Linked DNA regions of Mus musculus: regions 2 and 3 are each linked to region 1. Evidence: chromatin contacts called from public HiChIP or PLAC-seq data. All regions are on one chromosome and are shown on one strand. Each heading gives the region's core, a stretch centred on a gene start, on an enhancer-like site or on the middle of the called end of the contact. The rest is flanking DNA. Distances are from core to core; before and after follow the strand shown.

Region 1 (3,416 bases), core at 300-2,799:
CTCTTAATGAAGAGATGGAGGCAGGAAGATCAGAGGCTTGGCTACATAGCAAATCTGAAGCCAGCACAGCCTACATGAGAGCTTGTCTCAAAACAAAACATAAAGTGGCACATGGTGGTGCATGCCTGAACTAGGAGTGTCCTATAAAGTGAGAAAAGATTGGGGCAGAGGCAGGCGGATTTCTGAGTTCCAGGCCAGCCTGGTCTACAAAGTGAGTTCCAGGACAGCCAGGGCTACAGAGAAACCCTGTCTCAAAAAAAAAAAAAAAAAAAAAGATTATTGGGGGGACTAGAGGCTAGCCTTGACTACCTACCTAGTTTGAGCCCGAGCTATAAAAAAAAAATCCCTCAAATCAAAATAATAAACAGGTAAAGTGCTAACATGTTTCCAAAACTTACTATTTCTTTCCCTGATTTTCACCAAGGCTCTCTGTTAACTTAGGGAGTAGAGTACAGCAAGATCCAAAGTGAGAGGAAGAATACTGTATCTTAGGAGCAGGGAAAGCCTTTCTGGTGGAAAGAGGGTTGCAATTTGTGATGGAGGATACATTCATGCCAATAACAGTTTCTCTGAGGACATGACTTTTCTTTCTTAATATATCAATACTAACAACTGACCAAACGTTCACTGTGCACCAAGCATTTTCCACAAAAGTTCCCTTGAGCCCTCATGACAATTCAGAGAAAAAAAAGTACCCAGGTTAAGGATGGGCTGCAACTGACAGGGGATGAGGCAAGGTCATGAGGATGTTAAGTGGGAGATACAAACTTGCAAATATCACACTCCAAAAGAGGAGCAGCAGCTCAATCAATACTAAGAGACTTAATAAAAACACAAAAACCAAAGCTCCCTTGGTGGACATGACTGGGGGAAGGGGAGAAAAGCTGACTTACGATATCATAAATTCAGGGCCTCCCTCTATCTTGGGGTGAAAGTGAAAAATAAAGGATCGAGAGATCTGTTTCTTGCAGATAGGATACCTCTGTCACTTTTGGGAAAGTTGAGAACCTCCTTCACTTGGAAGACGCTGACCAAAGTGGGGGTCGCTCTTTTGAATAAAGAATTCCCCTTGGCACCATAAACGGGTCTCCCTTCGCTGACAAATCGACCAGAGCCGAGGAAAGGCGTATACCAACAAGGGGCGTCGTCCTCTCCAAGGAGAGAGAAGTTGGGGGTCCCCTGCAGATGAAGGTTGAATGGGAGCCTCCTTCCCCTGGAACCAGGACTCCGAGAAGCTGTTTTCTCCCAGGGACGTAGAGCCTGATCTCCTGGATGTCTGTGGGTGTTTGTCACTAACAGCACTGCTTCGGTGCCCTTCGGCTCCCTGAAAGGCTGGGGGCCCGGACCCCCTTTAGTCAGCACCGTCCGGCGGAGGACCCCCAGGCGGTCGTGGGACTGCCCAGGCCTCTTACCCTGTGGCCTCCTCCACGGCTCGTGCTCATCCCTCCACTTTGGCGTCGGCTGCCTCCGTCCCTGCTGTCCCCGCCGCCGCCAACTCTACCAGATCTTCGGGAGCCGAGGCCCGAGGGCGCTCCAGCTTCCACCGCTTCCACAGTGCCCTCCCCCCCCACCTACCGCACTTCCTCATCCGGGGCCAAAGCCAGCCATGCGGACGGGTCTCGATCCCGCCCCCGCACGGCGCGCGCGCAATCCGGAGGGCGGCTCTTCCCGGCTGGTACCTCCACCCTCCGCTAGCTCCAGACACGCTCAGCCCCGCCCCCACCGCGTTGACTCTTAAAGAGAAACACATCGTTCTACCCAGTTCCTGTCTCAGACTGTTACCAGTGCTATGGTCCATATCTCTGAGGTGGACAGATGCCACTCTAGGGCCCTGTCTGCTTCCATCCTGGCAGATTGTGGGACCTTCTAATAACTATAATCAAAGGTTTAGGTCACACCATCCTCCTATTGCTTCTAATCACACTGAAATTCAAAAGATAACCCAGGAAAGTATTTGATTACACTTTGATTTTGTTTCATTGCCTCTCTAGCATTGAAGGTACCTCATTTTATCTGTGTTGCCTGTTTCTTTCCATCCTTGTCTGTTTTCTTTAGGACTCTATATTCATAGCACCTAAAGAAGTGTCTGGAAGAAATTACAATGGACCTGGCATTCCTTTAATCCCAGCACTTGGGAGGCAAAGGCAGGCGGATTTTTGAGTTCAAGGCCAGCCTGGTCTACAAAGAAAATTGAAATTACCTTTTCTTTGATTAGGATCTGCAGAGGAAACCAAGGCTTGGCTGCACGCTCCTTTAACCCCAAAAAGGCAGAAGACAGCCTGGTTTACATAGGATTTGATTTGAGTCAGGATCTTACTTTTTAGCTCAGGCAAGTCTGAAACTTGCTATGTGTGCCAGTCTAGCCTCAACTCTTGACCTTCCTGCCTTGACCTTTTGGATAAAGGGAAAATAGGCATGTGCGACCATGCTTGGCTTATTCGTTTTCTTAAGTCACATGAAAGTATTATTCATCTTACTAAATTTTTATTTTTATCCTTTTATCTCCTCTCTCTCTCTCTCTCTCTCTCTCTCTCTCTCTCGATAGGAAATATTGCAATAGGGTTCTCCCTATGTAGTCCAGGCTGACTTGGAACTCACTATTTAGATGTGGCTCGCCATCTTTTTTCTTTTTTTTTTCTTTTTTTTTTTTAAGTAGCCTCTTAAAATCTATCAACTTTTTGTTTGGTTATTTTTAGTTTTGAAGATAGTTTCTCTTTGTAGCCCTGGCTGTACTGAAACTTGCTCTGTAGATGAGGCTGGTCTCACACTCAAGAGATCTGCCTGCCTCTGCCTCCCAAGTGCTGGGATTAGAAATATGTGCCCTAGGGCTGGTGAGATGGCTCAGTGGGTAAGAGCACCCGACTGCTCTTCCAAAGGTCCAGAGTTCAAATCCCAGCAACCACATGGTGGCTCACAACCATCCGTGACAGGATCTGACTCCCTCTTCTGGTGTGTCTGAAGACAGCTACAGTGTACTAACATATAATAATAAAATAAATCTTTAAAAAAAAAAAAGAAATATGTGCCCTACCACCTGGCTTTTTTCTTTAAAACATACCCCCCCCACACTTTTTTTTTTTTTTAACAATCTCTCACTCAGACTGGCCGCAAACTCTTCCAGTGATGGGATTATATATACCACCATGGGAACTTTTGCTTATCATGCAATGGGAGACCCCTTGGCCCATTCCCAAATCCTCTACTGTTTTACAATGCTTTTGCTTTCAAAATAAAACAAAACAAATATATTTTTATATATTTTTTGGAAAATACTGGAAACCTATAGCTTGTTTAGTTAAAGCTGGGGAAAAACTAAAAAAGGTTCTGTGATGCCAGACTTGGTGGCGCACACCTTTAATCCCAGCACTCAGATGGCAGAGGCAGGCAGATTTCTGAGTTGGAGGCAGCCTGATCTA
Region 2 (3,416 bases), core at 394-2,893, 160 kb before region 1:
GTGCTGTGAATGCCCTTACCCACTATGTGCTTCAGAAGGATCTCAGAGATATTGCTGGTGACTTGAGAGGCTGCTGCAGAGAGCTCTCAGGTGATGGGCAGCTCAGACTGCTAAGAGATGTATTTTGTTTTGTTTTAAAAGATGTGTGAGTGTGTGTGTGTCTGTCTGTCTGTCTGTCTGTCTGTGTCTGTGTCTGTGTGTGTCTCTGCATGTGCACCTATGTAGGCCAGAAGAGGGTGTCAGATGTTATGGAGTTTGTGAGTCACCTGATGTGAGTACTAGGAATCAAACTCCAGTTCTGTGAAAGATCAGCAAGGGCCCTTATCCTCTGAGCTATTTCTCCAGCTCAGGGATATGTTTTATAAAAACATTTATATTTATAAATAATGTTTTTTACAGTCTATGATGTCCTTTGATTGTAACAAATAAAAAAGTAGAGAAGGGTTTTCAAATTTTCATAAACAATTTCATTCAGTTAAATTAAGGCTTGAGCCGTTTAGATGATCAGTGTTTTGAAATAGGCAGTTCTTTTCTTTGAGACTTGAATCTGAATGCATCTGGATCTCAAGGAAGCTAGCTATTACACACCAAGTGCCCACTGTCTAGAGAGAGAGTGCAGCCAGGCCTGTGCTGGAGGTTTATGCCTGTAAGTCTCTGCACTTAGAATGTGAGCACCACAGGTTTGAGACCAACTTGGGCTACAGAGTGAAAATCTGTTTCAAAGAGACAAAATAAAGAGGTCTAAAAAACAGAGTCCAAATGGGCAACCCCCTTGGGGTGGGGGAGGATGTGGAGAGTACTGGCAGGGTAGGAGTAGCTAGTAGGGCAGAAAATATAAAGGGAAACTAAGGACCTAGAAGGCCATCATGGTTTCATATATACATAGGTCAGTATATGAACCATAAGGTCAAAACAAGAAAAAAGAAAGAACTAAAGAAAGGACTCTAACTCCAGTAATACAGAATTTTCCCTGTCTCATGATACCAAGTTTCTCTTTTCTAACGCTATTCAATTTCCCTTCTATGAAGTCATAGGCACAAGAGAATGTACTTTCAGTTTCCTTAGCTTGTATTTTTTTCCATTTTTTATTAGGTATTTATTTACTTTATTTACATTTCAAATGCTATTCTCAAAGTCCCCTATACCCGCCCTACTCCCCTACCCACCCACACCTACTTCTTGGCCCTGGTGTTTCCCCTGTACTGGGGCATATAAAGTTTGCAAGACCAAGTGTCGTCTCTTCCCAATAATGGCCAACTAGGCCATCTTCTGCTACATATGCAGCTAGAGACACGAGCACTGGGGGTACTGGTTAGTTCATATTGTTGTTCCATCTCTAGGTTGCAGATCCCTTCAGCTCCTTGGGTGCTTTCTCTAGCTCCTCCATTGGGGGCCCTGTGTTCCACCCAATAGATGACTGTGAGCATCCACTTCTGTATTTGCCAGGCACTGGCATAGCCTCACAAGAGACAGCTATATCAGGGTCCTTTCAGCAAAATCTTGCTGGCATATGCAATAGTGTCTGCATTTGGTGCCTGATTATGGGATGGATTGAAAAAAATTATTTCCGCTAGTTTAGCCTGCTAAAGCAGAGGGACCTTCAGTCCCAAGTAGATCAGACTTTCGGTCCAGGCTTCATTAATAAGTAACTGAGTGACCTTGAGCACGTTGCTTATCACTGTGAGTGGCAGCTGATTCCAAGTGACTTCTGAGGGCCCACAAATAAAGGCTCCCATTATTATTTGACAGTAAAATGAAACAATGAACATGGGCCTTGAAGATTTTGGGGCAAGAGATCAGATGAAGTCAAGGTGCACTCACAGCTTCTTTCAAATAGGCTGAGGGTATCATGGGACCATCTGAAGCAAAGGGCATGGAAAGGTCAGCCTTTCACATGGATATAGCTTGTAGTCATGAAACGAATTTGGAGTCCAGCAGGGTGTAGTGGTGAGGGAGTATGAGAAAGTAGTCCTAGAGCATGGCCAGCATTCTTCAGGAGGATTAGTGTACCACTTCTCCTCCTGTCGGTAGGAAGATGGCCATAGTCACTCTCTGGAGACCCAGGGCTGTCCTGAGTGGCCTGACTGAAAACAGCCTTTCTCCACTCTGCTTTGCTGCTCCAGGACTACCTTCATCATCTCATACTTCAGTGAAAGTTCAGCATCGCAGGAAGAACAGATTCAGAGAGGGACTCAAAGAGGGACTCCTTTACTTTGTACTGAATGTTCACTTGGTGCAAGGCCCTATGGCCAAGAAGTCAGGTTAATTGGAAAGAATAGGACAGAGGGAGGATGTAGAATTTAGGACAGGAAGCGTGGAGGCGCTGAGAGCTCATGAAGAGCAACAATAAATTCTAAAGTGTTCAGTACTAAGGAATGACAGGGCCAGACAGACATATTGATCCCAAATATCCCTTCCTGGAAAAGATAAGCCCATGAGATTAGTGTAAGCATCGCTAAATAATTTTCCTATGGATTGAAATGAGCCTTTCTCCTATGCCACCAGAATCCAGAGATGCTGTTGTCCTGCATTAATTTCAGGCACATCACTGATGTCTCGACAGAAGAGGATGCATATGGTGAGTTTTGTGATGCCCTGGGTCTGGCAGCATCCTGGTGCTTACCTAGCAGTACATACAGCAGATGCAGACTCGTTGTCTAAAGGAGGGATTTATGCTCTCTGCCCACCCCCAACCACAAGAAATACTGCAGAACAGTCAACTTGGTAAAAAAGAAAGAGGTACGTTGTGGGGAAATGTCCTTCTCTGTGCTATCAGCGCCTACTTTTGAACATCCCTGTCTTCTGGGGTACACATGGTGCTCCCACATACTCTGTACTGTCAGACCCTCAGTCATATATGTAAATGTGGGTGTATTGGCCATCTAATGTAATGTGTTAGAGGGCTCAGTTCAACAACCTTTAAAAGAGGTTTTGCTTTGTGTTGCTCTGTGGGATAGGGAACTTTAAAGAGCAAGGTATTCAGCAAATATCCTCATTGTCCAGCTTGATACACCAGGAGGTAGACTTATGGCAGTAAGTATTAAGAGGGCAACCAGGGAGACAACTAGATATCATTTGGGAAACAACTTAGTCCCAGATAATTCTAAATCTGAAGTTCTCTGGAGTCTCAAATGTTATAAGAGCTGTGTTTTCCAGAAGAACTAATTCTGAGACATGGCTATCCTGCCTACAATACATCATGTGCCTTGCTGGGCTATTCAGACAACATACTGAAACAGGAAAGTTCATTTTTCCCTTGGGTTTTCTTTCTTTTTTATTAGACATTTTCTTTTTTTTTTCTTTTTGTTGTTGTTGTTGTTGTTGCTATGTCTTTAACCTTAATTCAAGGTCTGTTTTTCTTTTCTTTTTTTAAAATAGGTATTTATTTCATTTACATTTCCAATGCTATTCCAAAA
Region 3 (3,416 bases), core at 676-3,175, 140 kb after region 1:
TGATGGCCACACAGATGTTGTGGTACTCATGTATCCACATATATACATACATGCATAAATTTAATTGAAAAATTTTAAATATTAAGATCTGTTAAAGTTCACTAAAGTGGATAGAAAACAGCCGGAGAGAAGCAGAATAAAGGCCAATTTATTGTTCTCTACAGCCACCTACTTTCTGAGCGCTTACTGTGTGCTAGGCGTGACACATGCCTGAGAAGAGGTAAAGGGAAGGCCTCTGGAGGTGGAGGCCAGGCCATACAGCTGAGAGGAATCCAGGCTGACTGTTTTGTGGGATAGCATGACATGATCATGTGCTGTGCCAATCCTCTTTGCCTTGAACTGCAAATTCCATGTATTCAGACACAGGCATCCTGTAACAGGGCCATAGCTTCCCACACAGAATCCCTGCTAGAGTAGACAGTGACTGCCCAGCCCCCAGGACCCTGCCAGTTTCCCCCATGGGCCTGCAATTGCTGAGTTCAGCCTGCAGAAGCTTCAGGCAGCTCCTAGCCTTAAAACTATAACCACATGCTTGCCCTAAACATAGCCGAGAGTGCTCTCCAATTCTAGCTTTTGCTTGTCCAAGAGCATGTGCCAAGAGTAGGTCTTACAGCCTTCAGATCTGGCCTCTATCTGGTGGCAGCAGAATCATCTGTTTCTGATGAATTGGCTCATATTTCTTCCAAGAAGAGGATCCCGACCACTGAGCAGAATGTGGAGAGGGTCTGTGAGATTCCTTGCAACCCCTTTTTCCTCTGAGCCTTGGGATTCTTTTGTGATCTCACTTGGCTGCAAGAAACCATGGAGACTGAGAGTGCAGACCTCTTCCTTCTCCTGTAACTATGCTGTCTATAAGAGTTAACCCTCAGCCTTTAGCTCCCCAGAAACCTGTAGCAGTTGCCACTAGAACCTCGATTCTTAGCACCGTGCTTTTGAATTATATCAAATTGCTGATCCAAGTTCAGTTCTCCCATCCAATATTCCTCAAATGTCTCCAAAGAGACAAAACAATTATTTTTAAACTCATGGCATCCCAAGAGAAAGATTCTTAACACCTTTTGATGTTCGTCCAACCCTATTGGTTTCTGTTCTATGCTTTCCCCCTCCCTGCAGTTAGAAGTGTATGAGTTACTGCCTTCAAAAGGCAGTCTCTTTTCAAGGCATAATGTCCTGTCCCTCTCCAAACTGTGTCCTTGGTTCCCAAGTACAGATGAGAAACAAAGTAGCAAAAGTCTTGCTACAGGCAAACCAGAAAGATGAAGTGAACCTGGTACAGGAAAGTGAAGCTATAGTCCCAGCTATTCAGAGGTTGAGGCAGGAGAATGACTTTGAGCCCAAGAATTCAAGGCAAGCATGGGTTACATATCTGGGACCTTGTCGGAAACGGAGTAGGGGAGAAGGAGGAGGAGAAAGAACCAAGTATTTTGATCTGATTTAAAAAACAAAAAGGCCCACATAGATGGGCCTCCCCCAGTAGAAGAGAAACCTGCTATCTTCCTAGATGTGAAGAGCTGAGTCGTTCCTTAATGGCAGCCCTAACCCCAAGCCTCCATAGTGATCATTTCTAGGTGGCTAGGCCAGAGTGACTTCGACCATTGCAGCCACACAGCAAGTTACAGGCAGTGCCAGTGTAGGCTCCTGGTGGTGGTCATTGCTCGCACAACAAGGCCTGGCTCTTGTGTTGTCTCACACATTCCTTGTTCTTGAAGTTTATCTCTTCAGAGCTACTGGAGGGCGAGGACACACCTGGCTCAGCCATGTATCCTCCCCTGGAAGTTCACCTCACACAGGAGCTCTTTTATGGTTGGCTGGACTCGCTCATTCAGCCAACACTGGGAACTGGAGGACAGACCCAGCAGCAGCTGTGGCACTGTGGGAGAGGGCTGTCTGCACTGGGTAAAGTGCCACAGGAACAGGAGGGGACTGGATTGTGCGTGGGGGAAATGAGACATGGACATTTGGGCAATGTAAGAGTTCTCAAAAAGAAGCTCTCCTAGTATGAAAGGCGGAAGTGAGATTGCTAGAACACTTGCACAGATTAGTGAGCTAAAGACTGAAATCAGAAAAGCTGTGTGTGTTGGGGGGTGTGGGGGTGTTCTAGCCTGACCTGTCCAGCCTGCATTTTCGATGATTGATCTACAGGAAAGGGGTCAGTGTTTTTTTTTTTGTTTGGTTGTTGTTGTTGTTGTTGTTGTTGTTTTGGTTTTGGGTTTTTGTTTTTGTTGCTGTTGTTGTTGTTTTCGAGACAGGGTTTCTCTGTACAGCCTGGCTGTCCTGGAACTCACTTTGTAGACCAGGCTGGCCTCAAACTCAGAAATCCGCCCACCTCTGCCTCCCAAGTGCTGGGAGCGTGTGCCACCACCTCCCGGCCCTCGGGGTTAGTGTTTTCAAGTCCCAGGGCACCACCTGGAATGACAAGTGAACCAGTGTCTGGGAGCCCTGGACCAACCTGTTTCTGGGGTTACACTAGACGGGGCTTCACTCATCTTTCAAGCTTTACTGTTGCTAGCCTCACATTTGATCCTGATTGAACAATGTCAGCCACACTCTGTGGCAGGAACCAGGACAGGCAGGAAATCATCTTCTTTCCTGGCCCTCCCCTTTTTCTTTAGGCCAGAAACCCTGCTCCCAGACTCAGTGTTCTATTTCCTCATGGTGTGATCCTGTGCCAGCCTTCCCTCCACTCACCCCATCCATCTGATCTGCATCCGTTTCCATGGTAACAAAATGGGAATAATCAAATATTCACTATATCACTCAAGGAGAATTGGTTTGAGGACCTAGGAGACAAGGGCTCTGAGAATTGAGCCATTACACAGGCTGTTATTTTATTTTCTTATTGAATCAGGGTCCTTCAGGCCCAGGATAGCTTCAAACCCATAATCTTCTTGCTCTGCCTCCAGAGTGCTGAAATTCCAGGCATGTGGCTCCACACCCTGCTCAAAGCACTGCTGTTCTCCCTAATATTCCTGCCAGCTAGCTACCTGTGCAATCCTGAGCAGTCTGTTCACCATGCGATGCATTAGATCTAGGGATGGGATGCTGCCTCTCTGGACTCCATCAAGGGTCATAGCGAGGACCCTTGCAGTTAGCTTTGCGTAGCTGTCTGGGTGGTGCAGAGTGCTTGCAATTTTTTTTTATCATGTTGAGGTTCGAACCCAGGGCCTTGCACATGGTTAAGCAAGCACCCTGCCACTGAGTTACATCCCTGGCCCAAGCTGGCTGCTGTGCGTATGCCTTCCTTGGAAGCCAAATGCTCCATTTTTAATGTGTCAGGCAAGGGCATAAAGAACTCCATCACCAACCAGTCTGAAGCTTGGGAAAGGACAAGAGAAAAAGAGAAAGAGAAAGAAAGTAGAAGAAAGAGAACATCCAGAGCTGCCTGTGTATTGACCCCCAGACAAGGGCATACCCAA

Evidence for each region. HiChIP or PLAC-seq counts read pairs in DNA pulled down with a chosen protein or histone mark.
Region 2: an H3K4me3 HiChIP or PLAC-seq map of intestinal villus epithelium shows a contact between it and region 1, with 5 read pairs. The contact joins the enhancer-like site here to the promoter of Prr14l in region 1. A contact is called at or near these places in 1 of 484 Hi-C or Micro-C datasets (DN3 thymocytes), 6 of 115 datasets of contacts at active chromatin or transcription factors (bone marrow-derived macrophages, embryonic stem cells, intestinal villus epithelium and 2 more) and 2 of 9 other capture datasets (adipose tissue and liver).
Region 3: a contact with region 1 is called in an H3K4me3 HiChIP or PLAC-seq map of bone marrow-derived macrophages, with 2.5 times the contacts expected there. The contact joins the enhancer-like site here to the promoter of Prr14l in region 1. A contact is called at or near these places in 1 of 15 datasets of contacts at CTCF or cohesin (the NIH/3T3 cell line), 6 of 115 datasets of contacts at active chromatin or transcription factors (bone marrow-derived macrophages, embryonic midbrain, embryonic stem cells and 3 more) and 2 of 9 other capture datasets (adipose tissue and liver).

What each region holds. Positions count from the first base shown.
Region 1 is chr5:32,852,681-32,856,096 of GRCm38.p6, forward strand. It overlaps Prr14l (proline rich 14-like), which reads right to left and starts at 1,550. Exons shown (of 11, transcript NM_194340.2): 1 at 1,413-1,550.
Region 2 is chr5:32,695,753-32,699,168 of GRCm38.p6, forward strand. No RefSeq gene overlaps it. Among named protein-coding and RNA genes, the nearest start is that of Gm52771, 36 kb to the right of the region's middle. Within about 2 kb of position 1,644, at least 10 of the 459 cell types and tissues checked have an H3K27ac peak or open chromatin away from gene starts, as enhancers often do. A contact at or near this core is called in intestinal villus epithelium and liver, where this site is marked.
Region 3 is chr5:32,994,071-32,997,486 of GRCm38.p6, forward strand. It overlaps Depdc5 (DEP domain containing 5), which reads left to right. Exons shown (of 43, transcript NM_001170567.1): 43 at 1-163. Among named protein-coding and RNA genes, the nearest start is that of Ywhah, 23 kb to the right of the region's middle. Within about 2 kb of position 1,926, at least 27 of the 459 cell types and tissues checked have an H3K27ac peak or open chromatin away from gene starts, as enhancers often do. A contact at or near this core is called in bone marrow-derived macrophages, forebrain and microglia, where this site is marked.